Regions from separate parts of the Sus scrofa genome. Here region 2 is linked to region 1. Evidence: chromatin contacts called from public HiChIP or PLAC-seq data. All regions are on one chromosome and are shown on one strand. The core of a region is the stretch at or near the end of the contact, and the rest is flanking DNA. Distances in the headings are between cores, read along the strand shown. Region 1 holds the start of MAP4K4 (mitogen-activated protein kinase kinase kinase kinase 4). Region 2 overlaps MAP4K4 (mitogen-activated protein kinase kinase kinase kinase 4).

Evidence for each region. HiChIP or PLAC-seq counts read pairs in DNA pulled down with a chosen protein or histone mark.
Region 2: a contact with region 1 is called in an H3K27ac HiChIP or PLAC-seq map of alveolar macrophages. The contact joins the enhancer-like site here to the promoter of MAP4K4 in region 1. A contact is called at or near these places in 2 of 5 promoter capture datasets (fetal skeletal muscle and liver), 20 of 47 Hi-C or Micro-C datasets (alveolar macrophages, brain, embryonic fibroblasts and 12 more) and 2 of 2 datasets of contacts at active chromatin or transcription factors (alveolar macrophages and skeletal muscle).

Annotation. Positions count from the first base shown.
Region 1 is chr3:52,646,281-52,650,863 of Sscrofa11.1, reverse strand. It overlaps MAP4K4 (mitogen-activated protein kinase kinase kinase kinase 4), which reads left to right and starts at 1,384. Exons shown (of 29, transcript XM_021087163.1): 1 at 1,384-1,597; 2 at 1,957-2,022. The coding sequence starts at 1,541. It overlaps LOC106509759 (a long non-coding RNA gene), which reads right to left and starts at 2,219. Exons shown (of 3, transcript XR_001307587.2): 1 at 1,936-2,219; 2 at 563-701.
Region 2 is chr3:52,582,390-52,587,181 of Sscrofa11.1, reverse strand. All of the region lies in intron 2 of MAP4K4 (mitogen-activated protein kinase kinase kinase kinase 4), which reads left to right. Among named protein-coding and RNA genes, the nearest start is that of MAP4K4, 65 kb to the left of the region's middle. Within about 2 kb of position 2,966, at least 11 of the 83 cell types and tissues checked have an H3K27ac peak or open chromatin away from gene starts, as enhancers often do. A contact at or near this core is called in alveolar macrophages and retroperitoneal adipose tissue, where this site is marked.

The sequences.
Region 1 (4,583 bases), core at 135-2,634:
TTTTGGGGATAGGCTAGTGAGAATCCCCGTGCCACTTCCAGGCTTAAATGCCTTTAAGGAATTTAGAAAAATTCCTTCTCTTTCAGTACTTGAGTTTCCTCTTCTCTAAAATGAGGATAACATCATCCTAGGGCTAAAGGAGAGATTAAATTGATACTACATGTAAACCAAGAACTGGTAGATAATGATGGTCGTGTTTGTGAAGCCTTTCTGGAAGGGCCTTGGGTTTTCATCCAGTGCGGCTCCAGTTCTCAAAGTGTGATCCGTTGCAGACTCCGGAGGTGGGGTCGGCGGTCAGTGTTTTTCCAAAGGTGCGCTCACGTTTGAGAACTTGTATTCACAGTCTGGCAGGTAATAGGAAGCCACGGAAAGTTTTTGTCAGTGGAGTGATGTGACACAAATGACCGTTGGGCAGACCATATATTCTTGTTTAATAGGATGAAACTGCCTAACTGCTGCCTGGCTGCCAAAGCTGCCGGAAGCAGCCAGCTTTGATGGATCCTCAGTGATCTCTAGGCACTAAACTTGGGTTAACACTTCTGGCTCCCAATACGGTGCTCACCTTTACTGAGCGAGGTACTCAACACAAGGCAATTAGAGGAGCTGTTTGAGATTCAGTTTCCAGCGAAAGTCTCCGGACCGGGCAGCCAAAACAAATGATGCTCCGTGAATCCCGAACCTAACCAGGTCCTCGGTGTAGCCTGGAAAAGGAGAGAAAGGACAAGGAAACCAGGTAGGGAAACCGGAAATGAGGGTCTTAAGCGACTAGAACCCGGGGGTGGGGGAGGGGATGGGAAGAGCGGGGGCGAGGGCGCCTGGAGGACCCTCCTCCGCGGGGATCGCGGCGGAGCCGGGCGCGGCGGGGCGGGGCTCCGGGAGGGAGGAGTCGGCCGGCCCTGCGCCCGGGGGTCCGGGTCGCTTTGCCTTTGTCGCGGGTGCTGGAAGGGCGTGCTCCCCCTCCCCCGCGCCGCCCCGAGACCCCGGCTCCCGCGCGGCCTTTGTCCGGGCCCCACCCCTGTTGAATATTCACGCCGCGCCGCGGACCCCCCCCCCCGGCCCGGCTCCAGGCGCGAGCGCGCTTCCGCCCGCTTTTCCTGCCGGAGGAGGAAAGGGGGAGCTGTTGGCTCTCCTCAGAATCTCTTTTCGGTGTCCCGTTTCTCCTCCTCCCCGCCGCCACCGCCCCCCGCCCCCCGCCTCGCGCCCGCCTCCGCCTCCGCCTCCTGGTCATCTTTGTCTGGCGGCCTCGCGCTCCGGGCTCCACTCTCGGCGGCGCCGCGGCCCCTGCTCCGGGCCGCTCGTGCAGGCGCGCGGCGGGGCGCGGGGCCGGGGCCTGAGGCGCGGGCGACGCCCGGGGGCCTGCCGGCCGCCCCGGCCATGGAGTGAGCGCCGCCGCCGCCCGCCGCCCGGCGCCCGAGCTTGCTCCCGCCTGCCGCCCCCGGCCGCGCCCGCGGGCCCGCGCCACCCGGCCGGGCCTGCGACTCCGAGAGACACACCAGAGACGAATTGATTGTGGTCGATTTGGGGGTGACGAGAAGGGAAAATGGCGAACGATTCCCCCGCGAAAAGTCTGGTGGACATAGACCTGTCCTCCCTTCGGGTGAGTGGCCGCCGCGGGGCCGGGGGACCGGGAGCGGGGCGCTGGGAGCCGGGAGCGGGGCCGCGCCCTGGCCGGCCGGGCGCTCGGGCGCCGCCGTGGGCAGATCCGCGGGCGCGGCGGCCCCTTTGTCTGCCCGAGTCGGCGTGTGCGGGGTCCGGGGCGTGACCCTCCGCCTGCGCCGCCGCCCGGACCCCGACCCCGCGCGCCCCGGGCCCCTATCGCGGCCCCCAGTTGCCGGCCACCTCGCGCCGGGCGAAGCCCACCTCCTCGGTCACCGCCCTTTCTCTCCCGCTGCCCCGCTTCTTTTATTCATTGTTGTGCTGCTTTCCAACGCTCACCCATCCTCCTCTCTTCCTTAGGATCCGGCTGGGATTTTCGAGCTGGTGGAAGTGGTGGGAAATGGCACCTATGGACAAGTCTATAAGGTCGGTGCAGGCGCCTCCTTTGTTTCCCGGGGACGGGTTGAAACTTCTGATCCGGGGACGACGGGGAGGGTGATTGGACACGCCGCCGCCCGGAGGCTCAGCCGAAGTTGGAAGAGGGGTCCGGCCTCGCCGTCCCGCTGTTTTCAGCAGAGTTTATATTCAGACTGGCCTTAAAAGACCTCATTTCTTGGCTCTCAGATAAGGAAATAAGCTCCACTCTTAGGCATGCACCTTTTTTTTTTTTTCTTTTTCTTTTTTTTTTTTCAAGGAAATGGGAAAGCATTTTTGCATCAATCTACATTTTTTTTTCCCCCCTGTCTCTCCCAAATCTGGCCTTCTGAGTTTGTGTGTTAATTAAAATTCTGGATAGGCAGGCCTCGCCTGTGATTATCCTAAACCACTGCTTTGGCCTCCTTGAGAATCGTCTTCGTGTTTCCTCGTTTGAATCCTGGCCAGGCGCTCAATGAGGAGCAGAGTTTGGTGGTGTTACCTGGGAGTACTCCATAACTACCATACATTCTACTGACGGGTACATGTTTTGGGGAGTCAGGAGGGATGTGTGTTTGGGCAATAGGAGCAGGAAGAATTACAGTGTGAGGATTATGCACTCTAAATTCCAGGAATAACCTGTTTGACAGGTGTGTAATTGAAACAGAAAAGAGGCAGAGCCTCTGAGCAAAGAGGATGCCCAGATTTCACACCCACCCCAGGTCTTTCTCTAACAGCACCCCCTCCCCCCACTTGCCCCCAACAGTAAATGAAACTAACAAATCTGAAGACTTCCTGGACACCAGATATGACTAGCCCTGCTGTTCTGGAAATGAGGGTTAGCTGTAGGTAATTGAGGGGGAAGCCTTGAGAATTTGAAACAAATGTGAAATTCTCCCCAGTCCTGATTTGTTTCTTATTACTGAACAGCTTTCTCAAAGTTATCTGCACTGGGGGTGTTTTGTAGCCTGTTAGAGTGTTGTAGCTGGGTACAAGATTGGGACAGAAAAAAAATATCTTATGAAGCAGGGCTTTGTGGTTGGCTGTGAAGAATTGTCATTGTCTCATTAAAAATGGACAGGGGGGGGAGGGAGTGTGTGTGGGGGGGTTGGAAGCTGACTGTAGACCGTTTTCTTAGGCCAAATTAAGTGTGGATCCTATTGTCTCTTTTCTGCTTTGTGAATAGGGCTTATCTGCTTCTCCAAGGCCTCTCCCCAGCCCTAGCTTCCCCTGGCCTGGGCTGTGTACTGGCCTGGGTTGTGTACTGGCCTGTGGCCTGAACTTGAGTCTGTATTCTTAGGTGATCTCTAGTGAATTAGCATGTGTTTTGTTGGTTAACAGTTGGGGCCTCAGCCAGATTTTTGAATTTGAAAGGGAGCCCTGTTAACGCAGCCCGCTGGGCTCAACTGAATTTGGAAGCCTTTGGAAAATTATGGAAAAGATTGTGTTGCAACTCCCCGAGTGGTCTGCTCACTGGCTTAAAAACATTTTCCGGAGCCCCAGTGTTTGTTTAAGCACCGGTAGTTTTTTTCTAACCCAGTTTTTCTGGCTTAATCTGAGTGTTGAGTGTTGTCTTCCAAGTGAGTTAGCCAGAACTTGTTTTGACCTGGTTACACAGTAGTTGGATTGTTTGTGTCTTCTCGGGTCAAGGTGGGTGTGAGTGCTGGTGAAGTAAATTAGAAGCTGACTGTCCTTTTTTTTTTTTTTTTTTTTTTTTTTTAATCGTTAGAATAAAGAATGAGACCTGAATGTGTCCTCATTGGTTTAAGAGTTAGGAATTCTTTTTTTTTTGGTCTTTTTGCCATTTCTTGGGCCACTCCTGCAGCATATGGAGGTTCCCAGGTTAGGGGTCAAATTGGAGCTGTAGCCACTGGCCTACGCCAGAGCCACAGCAACGCAGGATCCGAGCCGTGTCTGCAACCTACACCACAGCTCAGGGCAATGCTGGATCCTTAACCCACTGAGCAAGGGCAGGGATTGAACCCGCAACCTCGTGGTTCCTAGTCGGATTCGTTAACCACTGCGCCACGACGGGAACTCCCAAGAGTCAGGAATTCTTTATGGGGGCAGTTGGGGCAGGTTCATAGCCAAGGGCTTCCCCTCGTACTTCTCTCTTGTGGTTCCCCTTTTCCCCAAGCTTTTGAGGTACATTTGCTGAGCACGATCTTTGGGAGGTGTTGGGCATGGTGGCAGTGGCACAGTGTCACTACAGTCAGTGTAGCTAAGGAGAAACTCTCATATTATGCAAACCTGAGGAATTAAGAAATCTGTGCATCAGTGGCATGCAATCCGGAGCAAGAGTGCCTGAGGTTTTTTTCTCGCCTGCCCTGCCGTTATTTTATTATTACGGAGAGTTTGAAACTGATGCCAAAGAGAGAGCACCAGTTTAACAGTTACCAGCACGTGATTAATCTGGTTTTGTCTGCCTCCCCTCTCCTCCCATTATCTTAAAGCCCAGATACTGTTTCACCCAAAGATACTTCAGGATGTGCCTTTTTTTGTTTTTTAGATAGTCACAATGCTGTTCTTACCCCCCCCCCCCCCATGAATTCCTTCCTATCAAAGAAAGGTTC
Region 2 (4,792 bases), core at 1,717-4,216, 65 kb after region 1:
CTTTTGATTATGAGTCTTGTGCCTGAGTTTGATGTATGGCTTCTTGGAAATACCTAGAATTCGCTGCATCTTAATTGGTGTTTTGTGACCTTGGCTTTTTTTGTTGTTGTTGGGAAATCTGCAAACAGTTCTTTAGTCCAAGTCCCCACTTAAGGGATTGTGCCTCCTGAGAAGAGTTGTAACTCTAAAAGTATTTAGGTGTTTCTCTCTGTGTGAATTTTGTTCTTGGAAGTTGTGGGTTGTGGTGACTCCCTTTCTGAAGGCTGGATGAGATGGTTTTGTCCAAGAAAGGATGAGAAAGAGGAGTTGCTGCTCAGTTACCCTGAGTCTGGAGACCTAGCACTCCATGGGAATAGCCGTGCAGGGGCACATGGGTGGAGGCCTGGCTGGCATTTGTGGTGCAAAGTATTTCATCAGTTTCGGTGTCAAGAGTTGGGGTATGCAGCCACAGTGTGAGGGGTCCTGGATCTTGGCCAGTGCTGGGCTCTCCATGCATGTCCTTTGCAGTTGTGGCGCCCATCTGGTTGACAGCAGTCAGCTTCTGCCCTGGGTTTTCATGACGTGGAGGACCTGGGGTGGGGCAGGGCGGTGCTTTGTAAGTGCTGCCAGCACTTCCTCCTGGGGTTGGGAGCGGGGTAGGAAGAGTGAGGGCTGGGAAGGGGGAGGGAGGGAAGACAGTGCTAAGAGCCAGACCCCTCAGCCTCTCAGCGGATGTGTCCTTCTGTCTGGCTGCCTGCTTGCCTGTGGGGGAAGGGCCCCCTGGGCAAACAGGAAAGAGGCCCAAGGTCCCAAAGGGGTCCTGGGTTTGAATCATTCCTGCTTCCCTTTAGGATTTAAATTTTATTTCAAAAACATGACTTAAGCATAAAAATGACTTTTCCTTTGGTGTGTGGGGGGCAGGTGTGCCAGGCACAGAGTGGGGAATGCGGCTACCCCCAGACAGATGTCTCAGGCAGACCCAGGCCTCTCCCAGAGTTCCTGATGCTGTGTGTGTTCCTCCATTCTCACCGCTGCTTGGTCCCTCTTGAGTTGTGCTTATCATTCTGATGGGCTGAGGTGTCCTGGTTTTCATCTAAGTCTGCAGGTTGTCTGCACACAGGGGTTGCCAGCACCTCTCCCCCTTAGTTTTAGCCCTGGAGCTGTCCACATGTGAGTGGCTTTCCAGGGCCCCCGTCGGTGCAGGCAGTGAGGGGAGGTTCCTGGGGGAACTGGCCTGTCCCTTCAGGACCACCACATGCTGTGGCTGCCCCCCTGCCCTGGAAAGGACGTGCCCCGAGTGCCCACCCAGAGGCCCCACAGTGAGTCAGCTGGGGTCTGTTTAGGCTCCCCCCGATTGTGTTTCCTGTGAAAGGTTGGATCTCACACTTTGTCCCTGGTGGGTCTGCTGGGGACCTGGGAGGCTGTAGCCCCTGTGGAGGTGGCAGTAAGGGTTGTCTGCAGCCACCGAGGGACCGTCACATGTGCACCTGTGGCCACAAGTCTTTGTTGGCCTCCTGAGCATTTGTTGAAAACCCTTTACTGGGGGCCCGCGGTGCTGGCCCTGGGCCAGGTGCTGGGGTCTCGCTTTCGGCTCCTCACCCGCAGTCTGGTCACTAGGGAGTTACCATGGGTGGCCATTTTCCCCCTTGAAACAGAAACTTTGGAAGCTCAGAGAGGGGAGGGTAAGCAGACCATCTACTGGCCCAGGGCCAGCCTGGTTCACACCTGCCTCCCAGGCTCATTCCTCTTTCAGGACCATGTCAGTGCTAAAGTTAGCCGTGGCCCCTGAAGAGGGGATTGGGCAGTTGCTCCGGGGTGTTTCTTTTGGACTTCTCCCAGCTACCGGGCGCACGTGTTTGTCTCCCACGCCCAGGAGGTAACAGCCATGCATTTATTAGCTGCAGCACGAAGCTGGACCTGTTACAGCATGGGATCCAGGGTGGTGGTCTTCTGTGGCCTTTGCATTTTCTGTTGAGGAAGGGCTTTGGTGGTGCACGCTGGAGTCTGTGCGACCTTCTTCCTCAGGGCGCCTTGGTCGCAGTTATTCCGAGTTATTTAGGGGAGATTACAAGATCCGGGTGCCCAGGCCTCCTCCTTAGAGGTTTGATCCAGAAGGTTTGGGTGGGGCCCAGGCATGTATAATTACAAACCAGACAAAAAACACCCAGCAACAGCACCAAAACTCTCCCAGTGACTGCTTGTCAGCCAGGGTTGCAGGAGCACCGCTGTCGCCTCTGCTCAAGGACACAGAATCCATGCACACGAGTGCCCAGAAGTGGGCTGGGGGTGGCTGGGGACCTCCCACTGGCCCAGGAGGGCACCCTTGGCTCCGCTGAGCTCTGCACTTCGTTTTAACCTAGCTTTAACAAATCTGATTTTCAAGAGAAGCTTTAGAAATGTGCAGGCTCTTGATTTTTGAAATGTTCAATTAAAAAAAAAAAAAAAAAACACAACCATCTCCAACCCCCTCCCACCCTCCCTAAACCCACCAAAGGAAATGTGATGTCCATTTTAGCCAGTGAGTTACCTCGGAGAACCTGCTCTTAGCATCTAGAGAGCAGTTTCCGGCTTAGACGTCAAAAGAATCACCTTAATAAGATACCAGGGCAATCTGAAGAGGTCAGAGTGCAGCGGACACTCAGACTGTTTTTAACATGGCTGTTAGTCGGCTTTTGTTACTATTTGGTAAGTGGATTTTGTAAGCCTGAGTAATGGGCATAGCAGATACTAATGTGCAGCAACTCCACCCTAACTTTAGGGATTTATTTTTCAATCAGACACATCTTTTCTCCTCTGACTACTATCCTTAGAGAAAGAAAGGAAATATTGCTTTCAGGGCGTGGGTGGAAAATTCATAGCCAGACTCTGTCAATAGAAGCCTCAGACCTCAGCCTCCAGGATGAGTTTTGCTGAAGAGAAGTGGTGTGGTCAGGTGGTCAGTGGAGAAATCTTCAACCTTCTTTTGGCGTGAGCCTCTGGTCCTGCCTCTGCTGCCCTCTGCCTGTCACCGAGGCTAGAGCTTTGCAGGAGATAGTGGGCAGTGCTGGGAATGGCTTGGTTTGCCCACAGATTGGCTTCTGCCCTCCCAAGTGCTGGGCGAGACATGCTGCACTGGGATGGCCTTGGGGCGCTGTGTCTGCTGTTGACAGGAGGGGACAGAGCATGTTACCACTGTAGAGGCTGGCATGGGATGCCACCCTGGCTGAGGGAGGGCTGGTGGCCCGCCTGTGTGGTTCTCGGCGTGTGTGGGTTATTGCTGGCTCTTGAGGTCCTGCGGGGCAAGCCATCCATCACCTTCCCCGCTTCTGCCCAAATGGCATGTTACCCGAGAGGCCTCCCTGACCACCCGGCGTGACATAGCCACTGCCCCCACCCTGGCACTCCCGCTCCTCCCCTGCCCTCCCTCTCCTCTTACTTTTTTCCTTCTCTCTCTATTTGCCTTCCTTCCTTTCTTTCTCTCAGTCATCAGCAGATTCGCTTGTGTATGGCTAGTGTCCCCTTACAGGATGGGAGCACAGACCCACCTGTGTGGTTCGAGGTGCATCTCGGGTGTGTGGACCGGTGCCCCGTGAGGCACAGTGCTGACCTGGGGAGTAGCTCAGAGCCATCGACATTTCCTGGTGAGCTGGCCATCCTTCTGAGAATTTAGGGGACTCTTCAGGGTCATACATCTGTTTAGTAACCAAGTGAGCAGTTGACTTAGATGATCAGAATTTTTTTATTTTTAACATTATGGGTTTATCTTAGGAAAGCAAGACTTGGTGTATTTGTGACCTGAAGAGTTTCAATTCAGTGTTCCTTTTCAGTTCTGTAGGTTAATTTTGGATGCTTGTGGCTGTAAGTTGAAGAGGGAAACTTCCCTGGGGCAGCAAGTCCTTTGACACATTTGTCTTCTTGGGGGGGTTGATGAAAGGGAAGGGGGTTTGGGCTGAACCACAGGCAGAGCTCTGCATCCCTGGGAAGAAAGAGGGGGCTGGAGTTGATGGCCTGGCTGCATCATTTTGGTGAGGAATAGTGTCCAGTGGAACCTCAAAGGGAGACTTTCTAAAAGTGGGTTTTCTCTTCCACCTCTTTTTAAAGGAGATGTAGAGGGATTATGAATAATGAATGAAATAGGTAATGCATATTCAACACAGGCAAATTAGTAATTGTATACAGACTTGGAAAACCAGAAGGAAAACAAGCCCTGCCCTTGGAGAAGACTTCCCACATATGCATGAAGACTTATGCCCTCTGTGCCAGAGCTGAGGACATGGCAGCAGAAGTGATTCAGGTTCAGAAAGTAGATTAGAGTTGTAGTGAGGCACAAAGCTGCATAGAGTCTGCCTTGATATCAATACTGTAAATATTTCCAGGTTTAAGGGCAGTGTTATTTTAGAGTCAGCTTCTTATAGGACTGGGAAACAGTAAGGAGCAATTTGAAAACCCTAATTGCAGGCTGGGTTGGTGATGCGTGGGAAGGACCGTGGGCGGATCGGGAGCCCAGAAGGGAGCAGGACCCTTGCCTCACTAAACCTCTTGCCTTTTGATTTGTGTCTGAAACGTTTAACTTTCTCCTCCAAGCCGATGAGAAAGTGCAGCCTGAGGGCTTTAGTGAAGCCTCAAGTGATATTTCAGTATTGCGTGTATCCTGTGGGTATAACTCTAAAGTTGGCATGTACTGTGAAGACACAGGAGAAGTGTAGGAACACTTGGGGCGGGGGGGACTTGTGATGTGAGGAGTAAGACGGGAACATGCAGAATTCTGTGTTGCATCCTTTGTTCTGAGTAAATGATCAGCTGTTACAATGAGCGACTTATAAAATTCACCGTC